2 separate regions of the Sus scrofa genome follow, and region 1 is linked to region 2. The links are chromatin contacts, called in public Hi-C maps. All regions are on one chromosome and are shown on one strand. Each heading gives the region's core, a stretch centred on a gene start, on an enhancer-like site or on the middle of the called end of the contact. The rest is flanking DNA. Distances are from core to core; before and after follow the strand shown. Region 1 overlaps AREL1 (apoptosis-resistant E3 ubiquitin protein ligase 1). Region 2 holds the start of LTBP2 (latent-transforming growth factor beta-binding protein 2).

Region 1 (6,127 bases), core at 906-3,405, 43 kb after region 2:
AACGGGAAGAATAGAAAACCACAACAGTACCAAAGGATTTTGCGAAACAAAGACCCCGGGGCTAACGACCACCACAGGATGCAGCTGTGCTGCAGTGGTATCCAGGTTGCTCTGAAAAGTGCTATGACTAGAACCTAAAATGACAGATCTAGCCAAGGAAATCAATTCAAGCTCCAGCATCAGTCTCTGGAGGGGAGAATGCAGAATCCAGAAGAGGGACAACGGCCAAAGACAGCAGCAGCAGCCCACACGCCCCCAGCTGGAAACCCCTCTCCGGGCCTGAGGGGCACCATCGTTTCCCAGGGGGGATGATGAAACCTGCCTGTACATATCCCATGGGAAACCACCGGGGCAGGCGGCAGCACCTTGTCCTGGTCCCTGAGGAGAGCAGTGACCGTGTGTGGCATGGAGGACCCTGGGGTATAGAGGCCCTGATGCTGGATCCCAGACCCCAAGGGTGAGTGAGGTCAGCACCCACGCCAAGAAGGACAAATGACAACTGCGAAGGAGTGAGGTCAGGCAGGAACTGTAGCAGCTCAGGAGGGCTTGTTCCTCAAGATCCCTGGGAACAGGAGGGCTCAGACGTGCTTCCAGGAGGCCAAGGCACTGCCACAAGTCCCGCCTCATCTCTGGACTCTTTGTACTTGCTGGTTTTGGCAATAAAGATGGCTTGTAATATTCTGAGTTGAATGCCTCGTTGGGCATGGTAGCTTGTAGCAAAGCCTTCTTAGAAATTTGGAAAACCGATGAGATTTTGAGGCTTGAAAATGTTTTCATTCACATTGGAATGAAAAAGGTGGTTGTCATCTTCCAACAAGCAGCTGCAGGTTCTCTTCAATCATCACATAATGATGCACCCAATGTATCTTCCTTCCTCCTTAAATCCCTTGCTGGTAACTGATGGAGTGACCAGAAGTAACTGGAACAGCTAAGTGTTTATGGTCTGACATATCTCCTGCCTGTGTGGTCCCCGTGTCCTGATCCTAAGGACCTGTGACAAGTATTCAATGACTGATTCCTTGTCGCTTGCCCTAGTGCTGCTGAAGAACAGCAAGCACAGAGAACTAGGGATCAGCGGCGTGCTATTGCTCTGTCCCCGTCTCTTGTTCCAAAATTTTCTTCGGTAGAAACCTAAAGACTCCCCAGCTCCTAGCAGACTGTGTAACCTGGAAGGAAGTGGCTAGGCCCAGCCACCCATCAGTGTAAAGAACCAAGTCAGGGACAAGCGTCAGTAGTCTTCAAGCCAGCCGCCTGCCCAGACACGCCCCAGAACCCCAAAGGAGAATCTCATTCAGCACTGGAGGCAACGGCCCGGCTACCTTTCACATTCTTAGGTCTGTCCGTTTGTCTCACTGGCTCCCACTCGAGGAAAAGCTTATTAGAGAGGTCCTCTTGATGGATTAATGATCATTTCCAGAAACACGTGCAAGGAAAGCTCCTTTTCCAGTTCTAGACGTCACAGAAAAGGATCCTTTTGTGCTATTGGTCACCATCAGAGGCAGGCCAGTGCCACAGCTGGGGCTTCCGGTCAAGCCGGGGGACGAGACTGAAGCCTGCTCCTATGGGCCGCTTCCTATCTGTGCTTCTCCTGGCGGGAAGAGGCAATCACCCGCCTGTGATGAGGACTCACGGACCTCAGGTCAAGTAGGGAGGGCCACAGAGGGGACCTCCAAGGAGCATCAGCAGAGGAGGCTGCGCAAGGCGAGGACACCCGCTCAACAAGAAAGCCAAGCCCTTGGTGTGATCTCGCTCAGCTACCGAGGCAGCTCCCGCTACTGAGAGCTCCTAAGAAGCAGGTGCGATTACTGCAGCATGGCCGCCTCTCTGACTGAGCGGGTAGTTCCGATTACGTACCTGCCAAAGTGGCCGGTGGGGGAGATGGGAAGGGAGGGGGCGAGGGAAGGACAAGGCTTGTAGGTAACCAAACACTCCAGACACTGGGAAGCATGCAGCAGCTTCTGGCTGATGGTTATGTGTGTGTGAGGGCCAGTGGTTAGGTCTGTTATGTGCACCCGGATGCTCCAGAAAGCACGGGAGCCAAGTGGATGGCAGGAGAGTGGTCAGAGCATGCCAAAGCCCTCGCAGCCCTCGCTGATGGCCAGCTGCAGCATCCTGTGCACCTCTTCATATGAGTCATACGTAGGGAGGCACAGCTGGTTGAAACTGGAAGGCCAAGGGGGAGAAGCGATTAGCTCACACCACCAGAAACACTGGCAAGGGCCAGACAGCTAACCCCCAGGCCAGCGTGCCCGCCAGTCGATACCCACCACGTGTGTGCTGTTGGTAGTGTGCTGTGGGTTGGGGCGGCGATGATCTGAAACGAGGGACAGAGGGCGGCAAAGCCTCCGGGTGGGAGCTGGGAGGAGCCTGTCGTGAACTGGAGCAGCCGAGCCAACTCCTCTTGCGTCAAACTGGAAACCACCGTCCAAAACCACCTCATGACCTGGCAGGGAGAGCACAGGCTGGGGTCACGCTGGTGTGTATTCTAGGATTTGACCCCTAGCGGAGGAAGAGGATACCCTGAAGTGGGGGTAGGTCCTGGTTACTGCACACAGGTAGGAATGGTTAGAGTTGACAACCGCTTTAATAGGGATTTTTTTTTTTTTTTTTTTTTTTTTTTGGAGGGGGGCACACAGGTGGCACGGGGAAGTTTCTGGGCCAGGGGTCAAACCCACACCACAGCAGCAACCCTTAATCTGCTGCTCCACAAGAGAGCTCCTAAAAGGAACTGATAGTGTCCCACAGTCGGGAGGGTAGTTGCCGACTGCTTGGTTCTATTGCTCTGCCTGTCCAACACACTGCCTCTGTGGCAGTCAGCAGGCCAGGCCTTGGGGCCAGGGCTCCCTTCCTCCTGGACACGCACCTGCCTCTCCCACATATATCACTTTTCCCCCGTCAACACGTCTGCTTCTCTGACTCCTTGACTTTTTTCTCCTGAAACTTTGTCCTTATCACACGACACAAAGTCAACTGAAAGAAGTTTGGCCCACTTACTTTTTCTCTGAAATGCCACGAGCCACCAACGACCACTGCATGGGCTTTGAAGTCTGACACACTGATGTCCCCAGTCCCACACATCAGCAGCTGGAGAAAACAGTCAGAGGGGCCAAGACCCACCAGAAGGTCAAAATATGTTAACGTGCAAAATGTGGAATAAAGAAAACACCAAGAAAAAGACATAAAGTGAGGTTATGATGCCAGAATACTGCTTTAGGGAAATTAATTGTAATAGGCCAATGGTTCCTAACCAGTTCGGTAAAAAATCACCCAGCTTTTGAAACATATATATAGATAGGGCCTGTGGCCTTACCCCAGACTATGATCAGAATCTGCAGGAATGGGTTACAAGCTTGTGTATTTTGAAAAAGTTTCTCAAGCATTTGTGATGTGCACCCCTAAATAAGAACTGTTGCTATGGGTTATTTGAAATTGAAACAAAGGGTTAAAAAGGGAACCAAGTGTTTACTGACAGTCTGCTCTGGATGAGGCCTGGGAATACCGGGGGGAAAAGCAGACCCATTCCCTTGGGTGAAGACCCCCAGCCCCGTTTATGAATTTGTTAGATGGCCTTCCCTTTTTTCCAGGATCCACCATCCTTCTTTTATGGATTGAACTTTTACTACCGTCCCTGCAGCCCTGCCTCTACTTGATCAGATAAATGACAAAGATGCCAAAAATGAGCGCATTAATGACATCGGAGCCCTAAATATCTTGTTGATGTCCTAATTTGGTTCAGGATCCAGCAAGTTACTTAGCAGACTGGGAGTACTCATCCCATAGTTATAAAGAATGATACATGCTAATCAAGAGACAAGAAAAGCCCAAATTAAGCCTGAGCAGCCTGGCTCCTTCAAAAAGAACTCGCTAAGCTACCGAGCAACCGAGAGCAGGATGGGTTACAACCATAAGAGACTGTGTCCTTCCTCCTCCTCCCTCTACGAACTGTAACAAATGCTTTGCTTCAGGATAAAACAAAACACACCAGTAGCTGTTCCTCAGCCTAGAAAATGACAGTACTAGGTGACAAGTCCGGCAGAAACTTGAGCCTCGAGAGATGGAGAGTTCGCTATGTGGACTTCCTATCTACATGAAAATTGCACAAGACTGATTCTTGTTCTCAAAGCCAGTTTGGTTCATAAGAACTGAAATTACTTTTGATTTCCTCATCTTAAAAGAAGAACTTCCTCCGTATAGGAGACAGTTTGTAGAAACATGCCCCTCATAAAGGCTATGGGAAGTTAAAACTAAACTTGTGTGTATCATCTGTGAGGAGCAGGCGAAAACAAACTGGTTTTATTTTCTGCCTACTCCTGAAGCTCACAGAACTTCAATCTTGCTAATTATAGTAAGATGTTTGCCATTTTATAGTTGCATTCTGGTTGTTACAGGATCTAAAATAAGAATACATTAACTAGAGAGTGCTGCAGCCCAGAGCTATGAAATACATCACATCTCTCGCTTTGTCTCCTTCATAGAATGTAGCTAGCTCCATGTGGGCAGGGACTGTGATTTATTCACTGCTAGCTCCCCAGTTCCTCAAACGTACATGGCACCGAGGAGGCACTCAATAAACGGTCTCTGAACAAATACATTCTATTATTCCCTTAAATCAACCTTAAATGTCATAGGATTTACAAAGACTGTACAGCACACCAACATTCTTTACTACTACCAGTATTAGTAATATTTGATGGATAACTAAACATGATTATTCTTCAGAAATAGTTATTTGCTAGTTCCCAATTTCACATTCAATTTTTTTTTTTTTTTTTGGTCTTTTCTAGTGCTGTGCCTGCAGCATATGGAAGTTCCCAGGCTAGAGGTCTAATCGGAGCTGTAGCCGCCAGCCTAGATCACAGCCACAGCAACACAGGATCCAAGCCGTGTCTGCAACCTACACCACAGCTCACAGCAACACTGGATCCTTAACCCAATGAGTGAAGCCAGGGATTGAACCTGCAACCTCATGGTTCCTAGTCGGGTTCATTAACCACTGCACCATGACGGGAAATCCACATTCAAATTTTTTAAATTGACCCTGGAGAAGGGGTCAATGTGTAAGTGAAACCAACCCATAGAGGGCTTTCCTACCACATCTCATAACAGGAGATGCAGTAAGCTGGGTCCAAGCCAAGAACAGGGGATTTCATTTTTTTTTTTTTTTTTTTTTTTTTTTTTTAGGGCTACATCTGCGGTATATGGAAGTTCCTAGGCTAGGGGTTGAATGGGAACTGCAGCGGCTGGCTTACGCCACAGCCACAGTAACACCAGATCCGAGCCGCATCTGAGGCCTATACCACAGTTCACAGCAACACTGGATCCTTAACCCACTGAGCAAGACCAGGGATCGAGCCCGAGTTCTCACGGATGCCAGCTGGGTTTGCTACCACTGAGCCACAATGGGAACTCTCAGGGGATTTCAATTGTAAGCACTCACCTCTAGCTCATTCTCATCAAAAATAGCCAAAAGGTTCTCAGGGACCAATTCATTCAGGCCTGAAACAAAGCAGCCAAGTTAAAGCCCCATTCAGACCATGGATACGGATACTGTCATCTCAAAGCCAAGAGTAGACAGGATCCCACCTTTTAGGAAATGTTCCACCTCCTCTTTCACTTGACTGGCCAGCCGATACTGGGCCAGCAGATTTAAATAGAAGATTTTATTTGCGTTGGTGACTGGGGTTTGAGCTCCACCTGTCATAAGTTCTACAACCTGAAAAAAGAGACAAAAGAGAGGGACAAGATGTGGATAGGAGTTCATGACATCTGTCCAGTATGTGCCACAAACACAGCATTACAAACGCCTCAGTCACAAGTTCCTTCTGTGTCTTCAGGTTCTCAGTACCGTTGGTTTTATTTAGTTACTAAGCCTCAGGGTTCCTAGGGCTACTGCTACGTGCTACGCGCTGCTATTTCTGAAGTGGGCATGTGAGTGAGTCTCTAACCTGGTCAAACAGTGGTGATGCAACAGGAAGATATTACAGTTCCTTGTCAGCAATATTTTAACATTTCTATGATCCAAAACTAAACCATTACTGACCTCTTTTCAACCCCTGAGCCAACTGAGAATAAATAAAACCAGATTCAGTAGTAAAGAAGTCTTTTCAAGTCTCATAAATTCTAAGAT
Region 2 (5,515 bases), core at 2,848-5,347:
AACACCAGATCCTTAACCTACTGAGAGAGGCCAGGGATTGAACCCGCATCCTCATGGATCCTAGTTGGGTTTGTTAGCCACTGAACCATGAAGGGAACTCCACAAAATCCTGTTACTTTTAACAGTTTATAAAGTTAAAGAAAAATAATAGAACAAGAAGAAAAAGATAGAGGAAAATATTACAAAGGTGGTATGCTGTGAGGCTAGTTTAAGAAATACTGGATATTGGGAAACAAGGACTTAAAAAGTCCCCCATGGACTGTAAATTTCAACAGTGCAGGAATTATTTCTGCTCTGGCAATGCTGTGTCACAGACACCTAATACTGTGCCTGGCACATATTTAAAATCTTCATTGTGTGCAACAAATCCCCACTACATTGCAAGTTCCAGGAGGAAAGAGGCTGTCTTGGCCGCTGCTGTGTTCCCATAGTCCTGCAAAACGCCTGGCATATAGGAGGCCTTCCAAATAGTTGTTGAATGAATGAGCACTCCCCAGCAGTGGTGGTGCAATTCCAGGCTTCACCAGCAGGTGGCACTTAGTCCTTGGCCCTGAGCAATTCACAAGGCAATAGCTAGAGAGGCCGCCCTGGCCCGAAGCCATTAGATGGAATGGACTTGGGTGGAGGAAAACGATGGACAAGATTGCCACTCAGCCTCTTCCCAGCTGTCTTGGGGTGGCTAGCTGGAGTCCAGGGGAACCCACTCTTTCTCAAAGCTGCAGAAAATAATCTGGAGGAGGAGCCAAACTCAGCATGTGATGTGATGTGTGCACCTGTGTATGGCAGGTGCTTGTGGGTGGCACCCAGCCCAGGTCCTTACACACTTGTGCACACCTACCAGCCTTATGGGAATAATCTGCTTTGTTCATCACCACCTCATTTCACAACTGCTAATAGTGCACCCTCCCACCCCTACTCTCCTCTCCCACCTTTCCCTACTCCCGAACGCCAAGAGGATAAGCTCCTCTATGATCTGACCCAGCCTATGCCTCCAACCTCGGCCCCGTGGCTCCCCTACACCAGGGTGCAGCCCCGCCCCTAGGCCAGGGCCAACAGTGACAAGCCCTTGTCCTCCGGCAGGGCTGCACCTCGGAGCTCCACTCCTGTCACCTTCTCTCTGCTTCCCCACATGCTGCCCATCAAACCCCAGGGGCTCCGGCTCACAGGGCCTCCTTCTCCTCTGGGCCCCTCAGCCACAACCGTTCATTCCTTTATGCTTAACGTGAGGCTCCTGGTACTAGAAAGCATGTCACCAGTGCCTACCTGGTCATTTTTCCAGCTCAATTTGATGTAATTGAGTTGCTCTCCTGGCAGAAACAATGGCCTTTGTCCCAGGGCCCCATTCCCCTGGCCCGTGCTCTGCACACTGGCTCTTAGGAAGCATGTATTCACTTGCCGGGGCCAGGAACGGAAAAAAACCTGAAACCTGGCAAGTGCTCCATTATGGCCTGCTGACTGATCCTACATGTAAGCGACTTGGCCGTGCGTGGGGCCACACTCTGCCTTAAGCTGGGCCTTCTGCGGGCAGCGGTGCGTTCACTCACTCACTGAGCAGATACGTAACAAGCATCAACTATACATAGGCACTGTTCTAGGCGCTGGGACAAAGCCTCTCTTTTCGTAGAGCTTACAGAGTGTGGGCTGGGACCCCAGATCATAAATGCAGAAACAGAAACATAACAGGTCAAGTGGGAATAAGTGCTGTGAAGAAACGTAAAGCAGGGTGAAGGGAGAGGGAGCTGGGACAGGACTAGACAGGACAGGCCTCCCTAAGCAGAGGTCTGCCGGGTGGGAGGGAATCCTGCTGAAATATAAGAGAAGGTTGCTACAGCCAAGGAAATGAAGGAGTGGAGAGGAGGTAAGAATGTCCTCAGGAGTAGAAACGGGGGTGTCGGGTCCTTCATGCTGGGGGACTGAACCCAACGGGCCCAGGCAAAAAAAGCCTGCAGGGTTCCTCCCCAGACACCGCGACGCCCCACCCCCACCCCGCACTGCCTGGGACTCCCGTGCCCTCCATTCTGGAGACACCTGTTATACTCAGGCAAGGCCAAGCGCTCCGCAGCCGTGAGGGTCCTTAACTGGGGCTGCAGGTTGCTGGGCAGCCTCCCCCACGCTGCGAGGGTGCCCCCGGAGGGCAGTTGCTGGCGCCCCCCAGGGAGAGGGAAAAATGCAAATCGCAGAGTGGGCAGGGAGACTCAGCCCTGAAAAGCGTGAGAGTCGCGCGGACACCGAGCGGTATAGGCGCACACACAAACCCCACGTACCCGCAGTGTCTCAGCCATATCGGGGGCTCCTGCCCGCGAGCCTACCCCCACTTCCAGCCCAGCCATCCGCGGGCTCAGGCGGATCTGTGCCCCAATCCATACTCTTGTCCCCAAGAGCAGACTTCGTTGACAGCACCCTTCCTGGAGATGCATCTGCCTTCGCACTCCGGAGCCTCAACATCCTCCACCTACCCGCGCTCTGAGCCCACTCGGCTTCCCCTGGGCCTCAAGCCCTGGAACGTCTACCCTCCTGCCCCCTCTCGCCTCCCTTTCGGATCCCTGCATCGTTGCGGGCGTCTTCAGGCACCGGTTAGAGGCGGGCTGAGGGAGGGCGGGAGAACGCACCCACTCCTTGGGTAAGGATTTAACGTCGGGTCACCACGAGCTGGTACGAAAGGGTACGGATGGTGTTTTTCTTTGAAAGCGGGTCAGATCGAGCCCAACTTTGGGACCTCGGTCTGTTTCCCTGCAGTACTAAGGAGAGAGGGACGAAGGGCGGAGCCGGGCGCCCTCTCCTCTCGCCTGCACATCCCTCCACGAAAGAGCGCACGGGAGACTGGCCCTCGCTCCCTTTAGCCCCCATGCTTCCCTCTCCAATGCTCACCCCGTAAGCCGCCCTCGCGCAGCTCGCGGCCGCTGAACCGTCCCGAGGCGCGGGAGAGCTGCGGCAGCCCGGTCCCGGGATGCCGGCTGCTGCTGGCTCAAGGAACGGCTTCTCCAGGTCTGCGCAGGTGGCTGGACTCGACGCGGCTGCTGCGCGCGGGGCGGCCTCCTGGCCTCGGTCTCGGCGGGCCTCCTGGCGCTGCCCCAGCCAGGCTGGGCCCGCTCCTCGGGCGGCAAACCCGGGACCGACGCGTCCTGATCCCGGAACAGACCGTACACCTTGGCTGCAGCCGCTGCGGGGTGGCTGCCCCCGGGGCGCCGCAGCCGATTCGCGTCCCTGCCAGCCGGCTCGTATCTTCCCACCGGGTCCCTCTGAGCATGACCCAAGCCCACGAAGAGAGCCAGGGTGAGCGGCAGGAAGCTCCTCCAGGGGTTCCTCAGGGCGCGCCCGGGGCAGCGGCGGGTGGTCGAGGGCCTCATGGCGCCTGGGCGGCTGCAGAGCGGTGCGCACGGGGAACAGCCCAGGGGCTAGCTGTCGGTGCGCCAGGCCGCCAGCGGGCTGCGCTCCGGACCCCACCGGGTGGCCCGCCTTTCCCCGTCTAGGGCCCCCGAGTCAGACTACGGGCCGGGCTCTCTCTGGAGCGAGGGCCTGGCGGCGGGAGCGGCCCGGGGCTGCGCGCCCTGAGCCCAGCGATCGCGCTCTGTCTCCAGCTGCGCGCGCACTGCTGTTGCACCTTCGCGCCTTCTCCCAGTCACTGTAGCCTTCTGAAGGGGAATCGGAGCGTTTTATTTTTGGAAACCTCCCCCTGACTTTTCGTCTCTTTTATCCACACCATGCCCCCTCCTCGGAGGGACAGCTCAGCCCCCTCATTACGGGAGAGGGAGAGAGGAATTCCAGCAACACCCACTTTGGCACCGGGAAGCGAGCGGGCGGCGAGGGGGGTTAACCCGTGAGGAACTGGGGGCGGCGCAGGGCGGACCAAGGTCTGGTAGGGGAAATGACGCCTGCTGGGACAGGGGCAGCCCCGAGCCACCTTTCTCCTGTCCTGGGCAGGCTAAACTGCTGACCTGTCCAGAATTCATCTCCAGCCCCTGACCTCAGGGACAAACGCCGGGTTGGATGACCCAAGGCTACAGCCTCGAACGTCTGAAGGATATCAGGAGAGGTGCCAAGACGGCATGATAGACAGGCTCCGAAGGATGGGCCCCGGGTCCTTCGTTTTCCTCCCGGGCCACTGGGGGCGTCGGCCAGGGGTGCCTCTAGGGCTGGGGCAGCGCGAGGCCGCTCGCCTCCCTCCGCAGTGGTGGGACGCGGGCGCGCTGGAAGGTCGCCTGGAGGGAGCGCGCCCTCTGGTGGACTTGGCGGCGTCTTAGCCGTCCTGCGTCTTGTAGAGACCTGCCGCTGCCAGCCGCCTTCCTTCCTTGATCTTAATCCCTTTCCTGTTTGCGTCAGGGTCGAGCCCAGGCCTGAGGCGTTGACAGAACCTGCAAGAGGTGTCCTCTTTTTCACGGAGGAAAAAAACATGGAAGACCTGGAATAAGGTCACTCAAGGAGACAGCGTGTGTCCAAGAGGCGAATGAAATGCAGGTGCCTCCTGCCTGGGGCTCAGAGGTCCATTCCCTAGACTCCCATTCAACCCCTCACTCCCTACGGATTGGATGAGCCTCTGATGGATCCAGGGTGTGTGCTCAACTCCTTGTGCTGGCAGGGAGAGGGCAGGGCTGCTAGAATGCCAATGGCCACCCATCTTAGTACCACTCAAGAGTGAGCTCACTATGTACACACATGGTCCCCTGCCCTAAAGTCTAAAGGCCTGGCAACCATGGCTGTCCCAGCCCCCTGCAGCCTATGGGCTTCCTAGAGAGGCAGGGGGATGGAGCAGGCAGGAAGGCACCAGTTTATAACTTTCCATACAAAGGGCCGACTCAATTAATGCTTCATGCTGAAATACAACCTCAACTCCTGACCTTGGCCTCCAAAGCCCTGTAGGACTGCCCACCTCTCAGATCTATCTCTCCTCTTGTGGGGCACCCACCGCAATGCAGCTGCCCTGGCGTCCTCTCTGCTCCTGGAACAAGCCACGTTGATGCCCGCTCCTTCTCCCTGGGAACACTCATCGCCAAGATGTTTTACAGGACCAGCTCCTCATCATCATTTCACCTCTCAGCTCCAACTTCACCGCCTGGAGTGGCCACCCCTGACCCCTCCAACGCAGAGCAGCCTTCCCACTCCCAAGTCATCACTTTCTAGTCCATCACCCTGGTTCAGCTTCACTGCTCTAGACTAGTTGAAATTCTCCTATTTGTTTACCCGTGTAACTGACTTGTTGAATGGGCTGAACCTGAAGAGGGGCAATCAGGAAGCAGCTCTGTGGTTCTCCCCTCACTGCCTTCAGCCACATTATGGTGAATTTCTCTTCTCCACCCTTAATGACATCTCAAGCAGAGTCCTTGGCTTGCCCATCCCCTCCAGTCACAAGAACAGTTTCATGTCTATAATTAAGACCAATTTCCAGGCTCTAAAAAGTCTGGTCCTGTCCAAATCAAAACCTCATCCAATTGAATCAAATCTTGTATCCAGCTGAATACCCCTCCTCTCCCTCCACCGGGCCTGTCCCCTGGCTCCAGACCTTGTCGTGGGGAACGTA

What was found. A called contact is a pair of places that touch in the nucleus more often than the background predicts.
Region 1: a contact with region 2 is called in a Hi-C map of liver, with 3 times the contacts expected there. The contact joins the enhancer-like site here to the promoter of LTBP2 in region 2. A contact is called at or near these places in 1 of 5 promoter capture datasets (liver), 8 of 47 Hi-C or Micro-C datasets (blood, brain, embryonic fibroblasts and 2 more) and 1 of 2 datasets of contacts at active chromatin or transcription factors (skeletal muscle).

Annotation. Positions count from the first base shown.
Region 1 is chr7:97,893,991-97,900,117 of Sscrofa11.1, forward strand. AREL1 (apoptosis-resistant E3 ubiquitin protein ligase 1) reads right to left here. Exons shown (of 20, transcript XM_005656411.3): 16 at 5,584-5,713; 17 at 5,438-5,496; 18 at 2,995-3,084; 19 at 2,268-2,443; 20 at 1-2,163. The coding sequence ends at 2,061. Among named protein-coding and RNA genes, the nearest start is that of AREL1, 44 kb to the right of the region's middle. Within about 2 kb of position 2,156, at least 8 of the 83 cell types and tissues checked have an H3K27ac peak or open chromatin away from gene starts, as enhancers often do. A contact at or near this core is called in liver, where this site is marked.
Region 2 is chr7:97,848,751-97,854,265 of Sscrofa11.1, forward strand. It overlaps LTBP2 (latent-transforming growth factor beta-binding protein 2), which reads right to left and starts at 4,098. Exons shown (of 34, transcript XM_021099520.1): 1 at 2,869-4,098. The coding sequence starts at 3,347.